Regions from separate parts of the Mus musculus genome. Here regions 1 and 3 are each linked to region 2. The links are chromatin contacts, called in public HiChIP or PLAC-seq and promoter capture Hi-C maps. All regions are on one chromosome and are shown on one strand. Each heading gives the region's core, a stretch centred on a gene start, on an enhancer-like site or on the middle of the called end of the contact. The rest is flanking DNA. Distances are from core to core; before and after follow the strand shown. Region 1 holds the start of Fcrlb (Fc receptor-like B). Region 2 has its middle 14 kb from the start of Gm10522. Region 3 has its middle 4.3 kb from the start of n-TLcag9.

The links. Promoter capture Hi-C pulls out the DNA fragments that hold promoters and counts their contacts. HiChIP or PLAC-seq counts read pairs in DNA pulled down with a chosen protein or histone mark.
Region 1: a promoter capture Hi-C map of liver shows a contact between it and region 2, with 8 times the contacts expected there. The contact joins the promoter of Fcrlb here to the enhancer-like site in region 2. A contact is called at or near these places in 22 of 39 promoter capture datasets (the 3T3-L1 cell line, 3T3-L1-derived adipocytes, the C10 cell line and 13 more), 13 of 15 datasets of contacts at CTCF or cohesin (CD8 T cells, the G1E-ER4 cell line, the NIH/3T3 cell line and 6 more), 367 of 484 Hi-C or Micro-C datasets (2-cell embryo, the 3T3-L1 cell line, 3T3-L1-derived adipocytes and 172 more), 75 of 115 datasets of contacts at active chromatin or transcription factors (the 230-238 cell line, CD8 T cells, DN3 thymocytes and 50 more) and 7 of 9 other capture datasets (adipose tissue, bone marrow-derived macrophages, embryonic stem cells and 4 more).
Region 3: an H3K27ac HiChIP or PLAC-seq map of the HPC-7 cell line shows a contact between it and region 2, with 6 times the contacts expected there. The contact joins two enhancer-like sites. A contact is called at or near these places in 1 of 15 datasets of contacts at CTCF or cohesin (pro-B cells), 9 of 484 Hi-C or Micro-C datasets (the BV-2 cell line, CD4 T cells, ECoMG myeloid progenitors and 4 more) and 4 of 115 datasets of contacts at active chromatin or transcription factors (the HPC-7 cell line, the SCID.adh cell line, bone marrow-derived macrophages and 1 more).

The regions. Positions count from the first base shown.
Region 1 is chr1:170,910,887-170,914,278 of GRCm38.p6, reverse strand. Fcrlb (Fc receptor-like B) reads left to right here and starts at 1,338. Exons shown (of 6, transcript NM_001029984.2): 1 at 1,338-1,368; 2 at 1,637-1,657; 3 at 2,000-2,254. The coding sequence starts at 1,338.
Region 2 is chr1:170,996,778-170,999,735 of GRCm38.p6, reverse strand. No RefSeq gene overlaps it. Among named protein-coding and RNA genes, the nearest start is that of Gm10522, 14 kb to the right of the region's middle. Within about 2 kb of position 1,390, at least 167 of the 459 cell types and tissues checked have an H3K27ac peak or open chromatin away from gene starts, as enhancers often do. A contact at or near this core is called in the 63-12 cell line, B cells, the BV-2 cell line and 65 more, where this site is marked.
Region 3 is chr1:171,096,168-171,099,075 of GRCm38.p6, reverse strand. No RefSeq gene overlaps it. Among named protein-coding and RNA genes, the nearest start is that of n-TLcag9, 4.3 kb to the left of the region's middle. Within about 2 kb of position 1,320, at least 35 of the 459 cell types and tissues checked have an H3K27ac peak or open chromatin away from gene starts, as enhancers often do. A contact at or near this core is called in the G1E-ER4 cell line and the HPC-7 cell line, where this site is marked.

The DNA.
Region 1 (3,392 bases), core at 89-2,588, 85 kb after region 2:
CATGAGTGCTGCCTAAATGGGCATTCATCTCGGCTCTCTCCGGTTCCCTCCTCCCCTACGCTGGCTCACCTTATCAGATACCATCCTACTTTTCAGACCTACATGATAACTCTCTCTCTCCCTTTCCCTCTCCCTCTCCCCTGTCCTCTGTCTCCCTTCTTCCAATCAAATCATGCTTCCAAAGCAAGATCCAAAAAGGTCAGCATAATTGAAGACTGGTCATGTTTTCCTCAGATGCATTTGTATTTTAACAGGGAAAAAGCACACTGCACTGAAAATATGAGGGAATTCTCAGAGGAAAACTTGGTGCCTCAGCAAAACTGGAGGATGGGATCTTGGAGAGCTGACTGTATCTGACCACTGATCTCCTTCCTGCTAGGGTTCCAAGGAAGGCAGATGTCCTGGTTCTAAACAGCCGCCAGTGCAGACAGGGCAGAGCTCAGGGAGACATACTATCAGGTTGGAAACTTCATTAAATATTTACTTGAAACTTGGGCTCTTCATTGCTCAGGTGTGGTCACGTGGCTCAGAGGAGCGAAGCAGAGAGGTCGGATTTGAGAAGCCTCCGAGGGGCTCATGCAGTCAGTGGCCTCTCTCCCAGGCCATAGCCCTGTGGACTAGGACTTGGCTGGGGAAGGGTGTTAGGGTCAGACGGAAGGCAAGAAGAAAGGAGCAAGCAAGTGAAGGTACCATAGCTCGAGATCATTGTGGGTGGGGAGGGAAGAAGTGTTTCAGATTCGAGGAAGGGAGGAGAAGAAAACACTTTACACTTCTGGTTTTTACTTGGGGAACAACAGGTCAGCAGGAGCATAGCAGGATGAATGAATCACGCCTTTCTGTCTACCCATGGGTGGGAGGATATAAGCTCTGCTTCGGAACACACAATGACCTCTCTAGGCCTCACACCAAGAATACCTGTCATCAGGGATTAAGCAGGAATAAGATGGGCTTTATGAACATCAATGGGACTGGCTACTAGGGAAAGGTTGGGGTGGGAGTGGGATATTGATGGACCCAATGGAGCCTGGGGAATCTATGTGACTCTTGAGAGTGGTAGAAGTCACAGCTCTATAGGGCTTCTCTATAGAAGTCAAGGCTGGGCTGAGCTGGAACATGGCTACAGAGGGGTAGATAGGACAGTGCTTGATGCTTGGGGTAGGTGAGTAACACACTCAGGTGACATCCTGGTCTTTGTGTTCCACCATCTTGAGGAAGTGGGAATGGACAGAAGAAGCAACAGTGTCTCCCAGTTCCCAATGTCTGCTTCCATCTATCTTTTTTCTCTCTGCCCCACATCCATGCCTCCAACCTCTACCGAGCCTGCAGGCAGAGTCATTATGTGGATGCTTGCAGCCCTCCTGCTTCTGGGTGAGTCAGTAATGAGGGGGCATCAGCAGGATTTGGGGAGGGGGAGAGTATGACAGGGCAGGGTTATGTGGGATAAGAGAGCAGCCACCTTTGCTGACCTCAGGTTTCATATGGTTCTCTGTCTGCCTTGGGGTGATGAAATGGAGCTAGCTTTCTCAAAGCTGGGTAATTTGGTATGGACAAAGGAAACTCAGGCTTTCCCAGGATCAAGAGTCTTTCCTGTCACTGAGGACAGTCCTCAACCTCTTCCTTCTTTCTTGCTTTGCAGTTCCAAGAAGTGGAAAAGCTGGTAAGTCTTATACATCTCTCATCCAAGTTTTGATGAGTTCCACGAGGGTAGATGCCCCAGTTCCTGGCTGTTCTGAGATGGTATTCCCCCCCCCACTCTTGCCCAATCTTGATGACTAAATGTTCTTGAGCATAGACACGGTCAGAAATGGCTTATGATTAATAGATTCCTTGTCTGCAGCCTCATGTCTGTGGTCTCCCTCATTGCCAGGGTTGGTTCCTCTGTGGGCTGGGACCCAGAAACTGGTGTTTCCCAACAATTCCCAATCCTGGGACTTTATTTTTGGGCAAGCACCTCATCTTACTTTACTTCCTCACACGGCCCCATCCCCCACATCCCCAGCTACTCTGGAGAAGCCTGTACTGACTCTACACCCACCTTGGACCACCATCTTCAAGGGAGAGCGAGTAACCCTGAGATGTGATGGATACCACCCTCTGCTGCTGGAGCTCCGGCCCATTAGCACTCTCTGGTACCTGGGCCATGTCCTCCTGCCTTCCCACAAGAAGAGCATCGAGGTGCAGGCACCAGGGGTGTATCGATGTCAGACACGAGGAGCACCCGTCAGTGATCCTATCCACCTCTCTGTGTCTAACGGTGAGTGCTGGCCCTACTGGCAGAGTAGACATCGGGCTATTCCCAGGGGACAAGAAGAAAAAAAAAAAAAAGGTCACACAGAACCACCTTGAGTCTCTGGAGTAGGCAGAAGCCTGCAGTAAAGATTTCCTGGTCCAAAAGCCATCCCCCTCCCCGTCTTCCTGATGGAGCATGAAGCAAATTAATATTATTAATTTATTAAGTGGGGTGACCTGGTTTCAGAAAGTCAAAAATTGTGCTCTCCTGACACTACTGGAACCCAGAATCCTAAGTTCCCCCTCCTCTGTCTCTCTGTCTCTGTCTCTGTCTCTGTCTCTGTCTCTCTCTGTCTCTGTCTGTCTCTGTCTCTGTTTCTCTCTGTCTCTCTCTGTCTCTCTCTGTCTCTCTCTGTCTCTCTCTGTCTCTCTGTCTCTCTCTCTCTCTCTCTCTCTCTCCCTCTCTCTCTCTCTCGGATCCCTGACTGGCCTGGAACTCACTGTGTATACTAGGTTAGCCTTGAACTACAAGGATTTTTTGGTGTCTACCTCTTGAATACTGAGGTAAAGCCATGTACCACACCCAAACAGAGTCCTGTTTGCATATTTGTTTTGGTTTGTTTTTTTGCTGTTTCTCTAATTTTTTTTTTAGACATAGTCTCATTTTGTAGCCTAGGCTGGCTGGCCTGGAACCCACAGAGATCAACCTACTGCCCCCTTCTAAGTGTCTTCCAAGCGCTAAGATTAAAGTTGTGCTCCACCACATCAGCCCAGCCAGGATTCTGAGTTTTAATGTCTATGTGAATATAAATAAAGGGATTGAAACTGGGGGTTGTTTCATGGCACTAGACTGGAGGCCAAGTGAGGAGAACAAGAGGTGGAGAGGAGGTGTGTCAAAATGCCAATGCCACATGTAAATCTCCATAGCGAGAGAGGCTACCGGAGGTGGGAGGTGGCAGGGTACAAGGAAGAGAAGAGGGACGGAGATGAAGGGGAGGAAACAATTAAAGATGTGTTTGTTTGAAAAATGATCTCATAATTAAAGTTAATTATTTGTGATCTTAAAAAAAAAGTAGCCAGTAATTATGCATCTGTAATCTTACACTCAGGAGGCTGAGGCAGGAGAATTCCCACAAGTTTGAGGCCAGCCTAGGCCATATAGC
Region 2 (2,958 bases), core at 141-2,640:
CCTGGCATTCCCCTGTACTGGGGCATATAAAGTTTGCTAGACCAAGGGGCCTCTTTTACCAATGACACTCCTCCATTGCTGGTGGGATTGCAAGCTGGTACAACCACTCTGGAAATCAGTCTGGTGACTCCTCAGAAAACTGGACATAGAATTACTGGAAGATTCAGCAATACCTCTCCTGGGCATATACCCAGAAGATGTTCCAACTTGTAATAAGGACACATGTTCCACTATGTTTATAGCAGTCTTATTTATAATAGCCACGAGCTGGAAAGAACCCAGATGTTCCTCAACAGAGGAATGGATACAGAAAATGTGGTACATTTACACAATGGAGTACTACTCAGCTATTAAAAAGAATGAATTTATGAAATTCTTGGGCAAATGGATGGATCTGGAGGATATCATCCTGAGGGAGGTAACCCAATCACAAAAGAAGTCACTTGATATGCACTCACTGATAAGTGGATATTAGCCCAGAAACCTAGAATACCCAAGATACAACTTCTAAATAAAAATCTTTAAGAAAGAAAGAGAAGCAGACATTAAAAGAAAAAACTAAAACAAAACACAAGACCCCCTTTTTACAATACGCCTCGCTTTCAAATTCACCTACCCTGTTGCTGCATAGCTGACACCCACCTCCGTCATTCACTGACATGAGAGCCTAGTTTCTTCTGCCTTTCACTGTGGGCTGAAGACAAGTGGCTCACTAGCAAGATTCCTGGCCTTCAGCACCAGGCTGGCACCGGGGAGGTTCCTAGTCTTGTGGACTGAACTATTAGTTCAAAGCCTTTCCATTGTAAAAACAGCCATTTGTTGGACCACTCAGACTGAATCATGGAAGCCCATCTAAGAACTGCCCCCTTCAGTCAGTTCTAATTCCCTGACTTACTACTGTAACAAAACACGATCTTTCTCAGTATGTGGTGATCACGAGATTTAGGGGAGACTCAAGCTTTCCTGGCACCAGGAAATCATTTTCAGTTAGCTTAAGCCAGAAATTCTCCAAGTTGCGCTCTAGCAGAGTCATCTGGAGAGCTGGGTCTCTTTCAAAGTTTCTAAGTTTGGTAGGGCCTGAGAATTTGCATCTCCAGCAAGTTTCTAAGCAATGCGGAGGCTGATTTTGAGAACCGTCGCTCTGAGGCAGTCATAGGATTCCACTCTCTTGCCAGGCATCGCGCTGATCACGTGAACATGGCTGGGGCCAACAAATCCCACTCTGCTGGATCCTGAGGTACAAGGATTGGCCAGTTCTCTGTCAGTCTTTGGACATGGTGCTATTGCACCGCACGCTGCCCGGAGCTGCTGCGGTCAGCTTCAGCATGCTTTCACAAGAAAAGAAAAGTGGCTGACGTGTTGAAGAGAGCGAGGCAAAGAGAAGGAAGTGTCTGCACTGTTGCGGGCACTGTGGTAGGCTAGAGACTGCTGCAACAGCAGATTGCAGTCATGGAGAGGTACGTTCCTTAAACAGGAAAAGCAAGACCACCCAAAACTGACTGGGGCCCAGCAGAGATGGCAACTGTCATTTACCTCATCAGAATGACGTCTCTATATGATTAGCCTTGTAAAATGCCCTTTTCCCTTCATGCATCTGTTGCTATGTCATATCTGAAATCTCCATATAAAGACAAAAATGGATAGTAGCCCTGTCGGGGAAACGAAAGGGATCCCAGCCCATCCCTGTGGTTCCCTGATTTTTTTCTCTGCCTTAACTCATGGATACTCTTTCCCTGCATTAAAGATTGCCCTAAAAATGTTGCCCAAAGTTCTGCGCAGTGTGACCATTTCTGGGGGCCTCACCCACTGCCTGAGTGTGCACTTTCGTTCTGAAATCAACTTCCTCCTAATTCCTTACTTTGCCTCATTAAAAGAAAAAGGTTTTCTGATGATGACGAGAGACTAGAAACACTGGGTAAAGGTTTCACCACCAGCAACAATATTATTACACGTTATCTATAATTTATAGTTACATGTTTAAGAAACTTGGTATGCCACATGGTAAAGCCATTTTTTTGGGGGGGGGTCTATGTAAGCTGTTTTCTGTTTTCTGTCATTTTGCTGTAGGAAGCCACCTAGTGATGCTCTCTTCCAGAACTCAAAGACTCTACTTAATGCAGCAGAGTCTAGAGGGACTGGGTTTCCAGACCTCAGGCTGAGGGCTATAATGTTGGCCAGTACTAAGCACTAAGGAATCCTTAATTCTAGATGACCATAAAGGCTAAAACTCAGGCTTCTGCCAAGATTGAAGGACAGGAAAATGTAGAACTAACTAAAAACTATGCATAGTTATACTCTCTATTTTCCAGAAGCACAAAAGAATCATGCTGTGTGTACTGGCATGTGTTTTGTGTGTCAACTTGACACAAGCTGGAGTTATCACAGAGAAAGGAGCCACAGTTGAGGGAATGCCTCTATGAGATTCAGCTGTAAGGCATTTTCTCAATTAGTGATCAAGGGTGGGAGGGGCCATTGTGAGTGGTGCCATCCCTGGGCTGGTAGTCCTGGGTTCTATAAGAAAGCAAGTTGAGCAAGCCAGGGGAAGCAAGCCAGTAACATCCCTCCATGGTCTCTGCATCAGCTCCTGCTTTCTGACCTGCTTGAGTTCCAGTCCTGACTTCCTTTGGTGATGAAGAGCAACGAGGAAGTGTAAGCGGAATAAACCCTTTCCTTCCCAACTTGCTTCTTGGTCATGATGTTTGTGCAGGAATAGAAATCCTGACTAAGACACCATGTTAGGGTACCAATTTCAGAGGCCTGCATAAGGACACTAGAGGGCACTGTTCACTGCTGCCAAGCTCTGGGGGAAGGAAGCCTGCCAGAGTCCAGCCCTTGGAAAGCAGACCAGCAGACCAGCTCACTCCTATGCCTCAACCTTGAAAAGCTTTATTAATCCCTAGACAGTGATCATTGGTGGTAATCCTTCACCTGGGACATACTCTTGCTATACGTGAGCTC
Region 3 (2,908 bases), core at 71-2,570, 99 kb before region 2:
ATTGGTAGGGAGGAGCAAGATGAAAAGAACGCTGCTGTGGATTTTGAATGCTATCTGATAGCATTCTTAGTGTTTGGGTTAGAAGCTAGTGATCTGTGAATTGGATTTGATGGTGAAAAGGAGGTTAAGTTGAAAGACCCCCGTTTCCGGGGAGACCCTCAAGTCCCAGGATGAGCCAATACCCCAATAACTCGAGAGAAACCGTTCTTGATGCAATATTGCATGAGGTTTATTCGGACATCAGCATGCTGAGGCCGAGCTCATAACCTGCATGGGGCAGAGGAGATTGACCCCAGCAGTTGCAGTTGAGGGTTTTTAAAGAATAAACCATAAAATGAGGGGAGGATAAGACCACAAAGAATGGGGAAGTTGAGTAAACATCGTAAAAATGAGGATGGTGAATTACAGCTCATCTCTCACGGAAAGGTTACAGGCTATCTTTGGCAAACATTCTTGGTCCCTTACACTATGGGTCAGGCACCTGGGTGGGTCACCCAGTGGTCATCATTCTCTCAGGCTGCAGGCGAAAGAACAAAGAACTCCATGCTGGGCTTCGTTTCTAGGGGTCTAAGAAACACATTGAGTTGGGGTCTTACAAGGTCCGATACAGAAGTGAGCAATGAATGGCTATTAAGGAGACCAAAGACAGCCCAAAATAATTTGGCTGAGTTTGCAACATCCCATCTCCCTACAACCATGATGCCACAATTGGTCAATCTGCCTTGTAGAATGTTTAATCCCCTCCATGCCTTCCTATGAAAACTAATAGTCTGCAGAATTGAGTCTACACAATTTCAGTGTTCCTAAGGTAGAGAATACACACAGCATATGCCTGCATTTGTGAGGTCATTGTTTAATTCTTACACTTGCTCTTTTCTTCCCTTTTTCTTTGTGTTGCTGTTTGGGTTTTCTTTCTTTCTTTCTTTCTTTTTTAAAAAGATAATAACTAACTGTGTAGCTCCGGCTGGCTCTTGGTGCTGTTTCTCAAGAGGTGTGTCATCATGACCTGCATTGTATTTTGAGATAGATTTTGCTGGGTTCCTAAGGTGGTCTTGAACTTATCAGCTCAAGTGATTCTTCCAATTGAGCCTCCTGAGTGCTGGGACAACAGGCATACATTATCCCACTAGCAAAGTGAAGCACTTCTGTCACAGATAGAAAATGTTAAGTTTCAAACCTGAGACCAGCAGCTGAGGTGTCAGTTTAACTTATCAAAGCAGGCCTGGCCCCCAGGCGTTCCCAGCATCCTTCAGTCTCAGGGGCTAGGCTGTCCTTCCCCTTATCTGATCCAGACATTGCTTATCTACTCTCTCTGCCCTTCCTTCTGCCTCTCTTTTGCTCCTTTTGTACTTCTGGTCTTCTGGCTGACATTCTTGGTGATAGGTGATTTGTCCACTGCTGTTGAACTGAGCCAATTTAATCACATTAACTGCAAGCTTATTAGAAAACCGCTCTCAGAAAGTCGAGCTCACTGCCCCCGGGGACTGAAGCCAGGGAAGTCACCATGGGGAAGGGAGAGAGAGAGAGAGGAGGGAGAAAGAGAAAAAAAGCATGTGTACAGAAAGAAAAGAGGAGAGAGAGAGAGAGAGAGAGAGAGAGAGAGAGAGAGAGAGAGAGAGAGAGAGAGAGAGAGAGCAACATGTCTGGATTATATAGGAAAGAACCTCTGGGGGCAGGGGGAGAGCAGTCCAGCCCCAGGGCTGGAAAATTCAAGGTTGGGGACAGGGTTTGTTAGGTAGGGACTAAGGAATGCTGGGAGAACCTGGAGGCCAGGTCTGCTTTGATATTTAAAATATGTGCTCAGTCCCTTTTCCCAAAACCAAACACCTGGTTCCCCTCTCTCACTCTTCTCCCCCTCTCTCCACAAGGTTCAAGGTCATGACCACTCTGGACTTTCCCAGATATATCTGCCCCTGGCTGTACTATTCTGTGTAACTATGTAACTATGTTCTTCTGCATATCTATACTTGATATGTTTTCTAATGTGGCATGATGCTGGGGAGGGGGTGTGCCATACCATGCGGAGGAACCCCACCCCACCCCCCAGGTACCAGCCATATTATGGGTCTAGTATAAAATGAAGTTTATTTTGGGGCAGCAGAGAAGGGGGGTTGAGAACGGAGTAGAGGCAGAGAAAGAGAGAGTGAGAGGCCAAACCTACTCCATCTTGGGACTGACCTCCATCTTAAAGGAAAAAAAAAAAAAAATCCTGAGAACTTGACCTGCAGCGGAACCCAAGTTGCACCCAAGTAGCAGAAAGGACCTCAGGGCTTGTCCTTGACAGAGTTACTCCCTAGCTACTTCCTAGCAACAGTTAGTCAAAGATCAGTCTGATTGTTTCAGATGTACTTTCAGACCTTTGCGACTGTTTATCGTCTTGCTTCAGAGCACTCACTTGTTGGCTTGTAGTCATTCTATTAGATGCCTTGCCAGACTGGACCGCCCCCCCCCTCACCCCTTCACTCGCTCCCATTTTCCTATAAATACTTGTTCTGCTCCGCCTTCCCTCCCCATCCTGCTGTGTCAGGGTTGGGCTGGAGGAGAGTCCAAGCCTGAGCTTGTAGTAAAGAGACCCTAATGCTATTATATCAGAGATGGCTCTTTGGTGGTCTGGGGTTCACAAATGCCTCCTGGCACAAGGGGATAGAGAAGGGGCGGGGGAAGAGAGAGAGAGAGAGAGAGAGAGAGAGAGAGAGAGAGAGAGAGAGAGAAAGTGGAGGTGACTAAACAAACCTTTTATAGCCGGCCAGGCTCAAACCTGGCTGTTGCTAGGTAACTGTTGGGTGGAGCCTAGAAGAAATGCTAACAAAGCTCTCCGGGGCATGCTCTCCCTCTATCTAAAATAAACTTTCTCCAAAACCATGGAAGTCATGTCCTTTCCTTTCCTTTTTATTTCTTTTTTAGTTAA